Regions from separate parts of the Mus musculus genome. Here region 1 is linked to region 2. The links are chromatin contacts, called in public Hi-C maps. All regions are on one chromosome and are shown on one strand. Each heading gives the region's core, a stretch centred on a gene start, on an enhancer-like site or on the middle of the called end of the contact. The rest is flanking DNA. Distances are from core to core; before and after follow the strand shown.

Evidence for each region. A called contact is a pair of places that touch in the nucleus more often than the background predicts.
Region 1: a contact with region 2 is called in a Hi-C map of pancreatic cancer cells, with 1.5 times the contacts expected there. The contact joins the enhancer-like site here to the promoter of Shisa4 in region 2. A contact is called at or near these places in 12 of 39 promoter capture datasets (the 3T3-L1 cell line, 3T3-L1-derived adipocytes, Sertoli cells and 6 more), 50 of 484 Hi-C or Micro-C datasets (the G1E-ER4 cell line, the MC38 cell line, cerebellar granule neurons and 27 more), 15 of 115 datasets of contacts at active chromatin or transcription factors (the 230-238 cell line, the HPC-7 cell line, the SCID.adh cell line and 9 more) and 4 of 9 other capture datasets (adipose tissue, embryonic stem cells, liver and 1 more).

Annotation. Positions count from the first base shown.
Region 1 is chr1:135,409,074-135,412,735 of GRCm38.p6, forward strand. It overlaps Ipo9 (importin 9), which reads right to left. Exons shown (of 24, transcript NM_153774.1): 5 at 320-408. Among named protein-coding and RNA genes, the nearest start is that of Ipo9, 20 kb to the right of the region's middle. Within about 2 kb of position 2,113, at least 79 of the 459 cell types and tissues checked have an H3K27ac peak or open chromatin away from gene starts, as enhancers often do. A contact at or near this core is called in the HPC-7 cell line, the MC38 cell line, adipose tissue and 8 more, where this site is marked.
Region 2 is chr1:135,372,459-135,376,474 of GRCm38.p6, forward strand. It overlaps Shisa4 (shisa family member 4), which reads right to left and starts at 2,605. Exons shown (of 5, transcript NM_175259.4): 1 at 2,431-2,605; 2 at 1,920-2,091; 3 at 694-827. The coding sequence starts at 2,503.

The DNA.
Region 1 (3,662 bases), core at 863-3,362, 36 kb after region 2:
CTAGTCTTGCAATGAAGTAACAGATGATTTTTAAATCCTTGGCCGAGCAGGTTAGGTCAAGAATGGCACTGTGCACTCAAGGGTGATAGGGTACAAAGCTGAGTGGTGTTGAGACATTTCAGTTACTTCATCAAGTGCTTTCCCTTGTAGTCATGAGATCAAAGACTACGGTCAATTCAATTTCTGATCTAGCTCAATGTCAATTCCAGTTTTTGGCATGGGCACCAGTGACAACAACCATCACCATACACCTGAGAGGTGGCGCTGACCAGAGCCAGGCAGGTCCTTTTGCTGCACCTACTGGGCTGAGATTCCATACCTCGGCCATGGTGAATATCTTATACATCTCTGGCAGAATGACAGGAGCAACAAGTGGCATCTGTGTGTCTGTCACTTCTCGAGTAAACTCTGCAAAGACAAAAAGTAAAAGATACTTCATAAAGATGAAGTGTGAAAGCTTGCAAGCCATCTAGGTAGCAGTTCCCAGTCGGACCTAGGAATGGCCACTGGTCTAGCAAACTCACTCTGAAGAAGGACAAGGAGCCAGAAGCATTATTCGTCAGAAGGGGAGAGAGAATAGGAACACAAAAGAAGATACAAGATATTAAAAAGAAAAGCACACAGATTAAAGCCATCTGCAACACAACTGCATACAAGTAAGGCAAACAGGGGTCCTTCTGAGCTTGTGCCATGACAGCTTTGAGCACAAGTGCCATTCTGGTTTCTGTCAGTTCTGTCTCCTGACAAGTTACTTCAATGTAAACAACAAAACAAACGGGGCATAGTGGTGCATGCCTTTTTAATTCCAGCACTTGGAAGGCAGAGGCAGGCAGATCTCTGAGTCCGAGGCCAGCCTGGTCTACAGATCGAGTTCCAGGACAGCCAGGGCTACATGGTGAGAGCCTAGTCTCGAGAAAAACCAACCAATCAACCAACCAACCAACTACCAACCCTCCCACCCATCTGAAAATGTATTAAGCATCGACTCCATTTATCAATGTGTAATTCTGGGGTTAGGATTCCTGAGTGAAGGTGTTTAACCCATGTGCAGATTTGAAAGAGGTGAGGAAAGACAGGTCATATCGTCTTGTGTATGGAAAAAAATTAAATAAGAAAATGCTATGCATAAAGACCCTGTATCAATCCCCACAGGTCAAATACAGATCAAATACTGGAGACCAGCTGTTCTTTAGGAATGTGGCTTCCTTCTGAAAGATAAATTCCAAGCTTTGTCTTAATAAAATTAATATCTTAATAAAATGTCAAATTCCATTTAGACTGAAGTCAGCCCAAATAAATACATTAGATAGCATATTACCACCTCTGGGCCTAGGATCAAGCATAGCCTGCATTTATGAATAAATATAGCATAGAGCTTGGGTGCAGCTTAGCACGTTCAAGGGTCTGGTCCGATCCCCAGTGTCATCGCCACCATCACCACCACTACAAAGAAAGGAGTCTTAGTACTGAAGTGACTAACTGTACAGTTTAACTTTTCTATAATCATTGTGAGTAGTCTCAATTTGTTCATACTTTGTAGGTTTAAATTCAAAGTAAGTTTTCTGAGGTCATTATTATCAAGTCAAAAAGTCTGGGGTATTAACAACTAAATTTACAAAACTATAAGATAGAAGTAAAAGATTTATCTATTAGATCAAATATTTAAATTCTTAGCATATAGTCCCTTTATATCTTGAGACCAAGTTCTCTTTTATAAATAGTAAAATAACTCAGAAGTCAAGAACAGTATCTTCCTCCAAAAAGTCTCAAAGACACTGGGCACAGCTGGACATGCCTATTTTCCTAAGCTATTCTGGAAGGTGAGGTGGGACTACCGGAGCCAGGAGTTAAAAGTTAGCCTGGGCAACACAGAGTGACCTCCATCTCAAAATAAAAAAAGGAAAACCCTAAAGAGAACTGGTCCCACATTTCTCACACACCAATACTTTTCTGTCCTCATGGATGTTCCAGTTCCTGTGGTGTGAAGTTGAAATCAACTGGAGTAGCTATTTGTGAATGGAGGCTGGCTGCCGTCCACTTCATGCCTGCTGACTCATTACAAAGGATACACATTTCTTCACCAGTTCCTTCTCCTGGCTGGGAGAAAGTGACCTCACTGTATAGTCATTTCCTTAGTCAAGTACAAAGCCTCTTCTGCTTTCCAATCAGAGTAACTATACAGCCATCCTTTCTCTCCAGGTCTGTCAGAAAGAAGCTAACTCCGTACAGGAAAACTAGGATTTCCTCTCCTTGGCTAAAACAATTGCCCTTTGCTGGATACCCTGGCACTAGGAGAGCTAAGCAAAGGCTCTTAGAAGTTCAATTCCACAGAGCAGTCACCTCACTCATACAGAAGCAGGGAGGTGAAAGGCCAATCAAGGAACACCTTGGCCTTTCTGATGTTTCTGAGCTAAAAGCTCACCAGTAGGTACACAGTCGGAACTCTAAAAGGGTATCTGGGGGTAAGAATAGGACAAATGAAAGGTCTGACTTTGACATAGAATTGGTAACCTGCTATTAATGCTGAGTGGGCATGTAAAATGCAGCATAGATGCCAAGTAAACAGATTCAACGGCTAGACCTCGAGTGCTGCTCCTCACACACCTGAGCGTAGGAACTCGACATGCCACTCAGTGTGCAGGAGCCAGGGAATTATATCAGGAAAGGACTTTCTTGTTTGTTTGTGTAGCCTTGGCTATTCTGGAACTCACTTTGTAGACTAGGCTGGCCTCGAAGTAGAGATCTATCTGCCTCTCTCTTGAGCGCTGAGATTAAAAGCATGCACCCCCATGCCTGCCACCATGCCCGGCAGAAAAGGACTTTCAACCTCCCCTCCTTTCATATGCCAGAGCCCCAGGAACATAGAGGTTTCAGAGATCAAAGGCTCCCATCTCCTCCTCTATCACACAACACCATGCAGAACCTGCTAGAGCCAGAAGAATTGAGAACTAATTTGTAACTAAGTGCAGCTGAGCTAACAATTTACCCCATAACCAGTCTTTAAAATATACATACATATATCTATCTTATTTTTTAATTACAAATGTGTGTGTGAGCGTAGATCCTCAGAGGCCAGAGGCACTGGATCCCCTGAAGCTAGAGTTAAATAAAGGCAGCCATGAGCTGCTTGATGTGGCTACACAGAATACAACTCAGGTCATCTGCAAAAGCAGCATGCATGCTTAACTGCATGCACTAGCCTCCTTCTGAGGGGAGGGAGGGGGCTTTTGTCTGCATGTATGTCTGTGCACCGAGTGCCTGCGGAGGGACCAGGAAAGGGAGGTATACCCCTGGGATTGGGCTTACGGATGGTTAGGAGCCCTGGGAATTAAACCCAGGTCCCCTGGAGAGCAGCCAGTGCTCTTAACCACTGAGCTGTCTCTCCAGCCCCATAACCTCCCCTCTTCTTCCTATACTGTTCTTCTTAGTCTCATCCCTTACTCTTTCTACTTAATGAAAACTTCCCATCAGCTTTAACAATCTCTAAAATCTGCAGACCCCAAAGGGGTCTCAACTTTCCCCTTCTGGCTACATTTTACTAACCTCAATGTTTTTCTTCTCCAAGGTGATCTATGCTAACTCCTCCCTCTTACAAATCCTAAATCCTCCCTATTTCTATCTTACAAACAAAAAATTTTGAGTCTACTCTACACTATTTAAAC
Region 2 (4,016 bases), core at 1,355-3,854:
TGGCAGGCTGCTGGGTGGCCACTTGTAGCCTTTGCCTCCCAAAGTCTGCTTGCCCAGAGTTGAGCAGGGAGCTATGTATGAAGCTAAGCAGGTCAGTCTGTGTTGAGCAAGTTTGTTTCTCCCCCACTCCTACCCCACCCCTGCAAGCAGGTTAGAGAGCCTTCAGGAGGCAGGCTAGCCTGGGAGAGTCCCACTTGGGTAGAAGATGGGCAGCTCCAGATGCTGGTATCTTGTAATCCAACATAGCTGCCTCTAAGGTGGTCCTCCCCTCATGCTGATCTCCTGTATGGTGTCATCATCCCCATGTTTATCAGGCCTGGGCAGTTACATGCAACACTCAAACATACATCCGAAGTACTTGAACACGGCCCAGTTAGTGTTCACTACTACAGACCCCACTTCAGCCCCAGACGTGCTTATACCTACTGCACACTTACCACCGACGGATGCATTCCTGCGCACGACTGAAAGTTCATGTGCATGCACATACAAGGGCACACTGACTCGCTCCCATACATTCCTGGATGCAGTCTAACGCTCAAGGGTTCACTTGCACACATTTCCCACTGGCGATGCTCAGGCACACAGAAACCCTCACTACTACAGAATTCACCAGTCCTTCGTCCCTTTGGTGCCCATCACAGCAGTCAATCCAGCCCGTTTCAGACTCATCTTGCCTGACTCTGTGCGTACCTTCAAACGTGCTCTGGAGCTGCTGGCGCCTTCGGTATAGGTAACAACAGGAACAGAGGAAGCAGCAGATGGTGGTGGCAACCACAGCAACAAAGAGGATTACAGCAGAGGCGATGCCTGCTATGGTCTTGGGACTTTAGACAAAAAACAGGTCCTCTCACCTTCCAACATTCATAAGAGGAACTCCTCACGGAGCTGACTCCAACTCTTGGCCAGCAGGGAGCCACAGCATGCTATGTCTTGGGGTTCCCTGTGGGATTAATTCTGCCCACCTTGTTAAGTAGCTCTAAGAGACCTCTACTTCCCAGGAGGCCATGCTGTCTGGGTAGCTGGCATGAGGCATGCTGGGATTTGTAGTGTGCCCACCTACCACTGCTTTTATATTGGTTAGGTTTAAAGTATGTTGGCCTCAATGGAGCCTTTGAAATAATGAAGGGCCATTATCATCAAATCTTACAAGAGCTTGCAATCCCCTTATATCAGTTTTATGTGTTTGCAGCTCCCTTTAAAAAGTTTGAAACCACTAATTTGGGGGCTGGGAGTGTAGCTTAAAGTAGCATGTTGGCCTGTTTGAGGGCCTACCCTTAGCCCTGGGCTGGATGGGGGAAGGATTAGCAAAACTTTTAATTTTGGCAACTGTTTCTTTTCTTTTCTTTTCTTTTCTTTTCTTTTCTTTTCTTTTCTTTTCTTTTCTTTTCTTATTTGTTTGTTTATTTATTTATTTATTTATTTATTTGGTGGTGTTATCGTTTTTGAGATAGTCTCACTTTGTAGCCCAGGCTGGTCTGGAACTCTTTAGTGATGATCTTCCCGCCTCAGCCTTCTGAGTGCTGGGATTACAGGTGCGAGCCACCAGGCCGGGCTAGCAACTTCCATATTATTTTAAAAGGTAGCGGTACTCTATAGAGGGCAAGCGCCTTAGCTGGATCACAGTGCACCAGCCTGGAAACAAAACCCAAGTCTTCCTGCCCTCTCACCAGAGCGTCTACCAAGGCACTCTGCTGTTTGAATGTTAGTGTTAACTCAGCACACTCCCTCCCAGGACCTGTCAGGATCCAGAAAGCCCCTGGAAACAGCCCAGGCAAGCCCATGGTAACTAACACCAACCACCCAGCTCTGTCACCATTTGGAGTCCTGGTGACTCCTGCAGTTAAGAATGTGGAGGTGGGCACTGGAGCCAGCAGGAGGCCTCCGGAGAGGGGGTGGAGTGGGAGTCCGCAGCCCACCTGAAGGCCAGGCAGTGTTTCTGCTGTCTCTCGGTGATGAGTAAGGTCAGGTCCCTGCAGCAGTACCGCTGGTAGCAGGTCCCGCAGCAGAAGGTGAAGAACTCGCAGTCAAATCCCGGATGCCAGGAGCCATTCCGGTCCAGATACCACAAGCAGTCCTCACTCGCCAGCGCTGCGGGCAGGGGTGGAGGTGCCCAGTGGACACCAGTCCAATTCAGTTCTAGCCACCCTCAATCTCACTGCCTTGACAAGCTGAAAGCTCACTTTTGTTTCTACCCTAAGCTAGAAGTCCTAGAAGCCCCTTTCTCCCTGAAGCTGAACCCCGCGCCTGGGGGTCAGGTTCCCGCTGCCTGACCTCTCAGCGCCCTTTCTTTCCTGCTCCGGGAACAACCGCAAGCATCTGGGGGGCATGGACACCCGGAAGATAGCCTCTGAGGACATGGCTGGTCCCTTTCACCTCTCCCTGATCTCGCCCCACCCCACCCATCTCGTGTCGCTCTCCATCCCTTACCCAGAGGAGCCCCAAGCACCAGCAGGACGACGGCTGCGAGCGGCGCGGTCCCGCGGGGCCCCGCGGGCGGCATGGCGAGAGGGGGCTGGGCGCGGCCAGGACGGCCTGGAAAAGGGGCCGCAGGACAAAGCTGGACGAAGCCGGCCGGCGGGAGCTGCAGCACCGCCCAGCCCGCGGCCAGGCTCTGGCTCCTCTCCCGCCTTCTTGGGGCGGGACTAACGCCCCGCCTGCAGTAACCCTGCCAGGGCCCCGCCCAGGGGTCTGCCCACCAGCGACGCCCACCCAGCCTCAGCACCGGCCTGGTACCCCTCACCCCAAGACACAGCCCTGCTCTCTCTGTCCACAACAGTGTGGTGACTCCTTTAGTCTGAGCCCTTAAGGGCACAGCCAACAGCTGGTCACTGCGGTCAGGGAGGCCTGGCAGTACCCTGTGCCCGCCTCTCTCCTGAGACCAATCATTATCCCAGACCCCAGAAACACTGATCCTGGTGCCACCTCCTAATGAACAGCTCATGGGCCAACTCTGGAGGGGCAGGGCCGCACCTTCCCTTGTGTGGGACCTCCTCTGCTCTGGTGTCCAGTCTTGGACGTCCTGCAGGGGGAGGATGGGGCAGCGTCACCCTGCCCCCATTCCTAGAAACAGGCATCCATTGAGAGGAAGTTCAGAGAAGCTTTGTCCCCATCGGTGCCCACAGGGCCTGGGCCCTGGCAGCTGCACTGGCTCCTGAGATGGCCCCTTCTCCCTCTGAATGGACAGCTCCAACTATAGCCTCACTCCTCACCGGTAGGGGTGGCCGCCGCCACTTGAGACACAGCCAGTTAAACACTTTACAGTGGAAACTCTTTTTCTTCATGGAGCAAGCCTGCAAAAAATACTACATAAGCTATCAGGGTCAACAGTTAGTTACAGGTGGAAAGTCTCAAAGAAGAAAGTCAATGTACCTTTACCAACTCGTGTGGAGTTGATGCAGGACTCAGCGTCAGAGCCTGGGGCTCCAACGAGCCAGGTTTAGACAATTACCCTCAATAGACAATTAAAATAACCAAATTAATAGTGAAATGTATTCAATATGGCCACACTGGAAAGAGGGTCATGGAGATCTAGTGATTCCTTTCCATGCCCTAGTCCTGTGGGTCTCAGCCTTCCTACTGTGGCAACCCTTTGACACAGTTCCTCAAACTGTGGTGACTCCCAACCATAATATTATTTTCATTGCTACTTCATAATTGTAATTTTGCTACTGTTATGAATGTAATGTAAATATCTGTTTTCTGATGGTCTTGGGCAACCCTTGTGTGAAAGGGTGCTTCTAACCCCAAGAGGGGTCTCGGCACAAAGATCCTAGTCCATCTCAAGTAAGGGCAAAGCTTAAATAGAGAGTAAGATATTTGACTAAGTGGTCCAGGCAAGATGTGATTCCCCTGCCCATTACTGCCTTGGCTCCTAGTTGCTCCTGCAAGGTTACTGACAAACTGTAAAGTCTTTCACCAGGAGATATGTGCCTTTTCTGTATGCCCCTGGGCCTTCACCAATTCCTCACCCAGCGGAAAGTTCCTGGGGTCCATTTCTTGGAGTCCATTCTTTC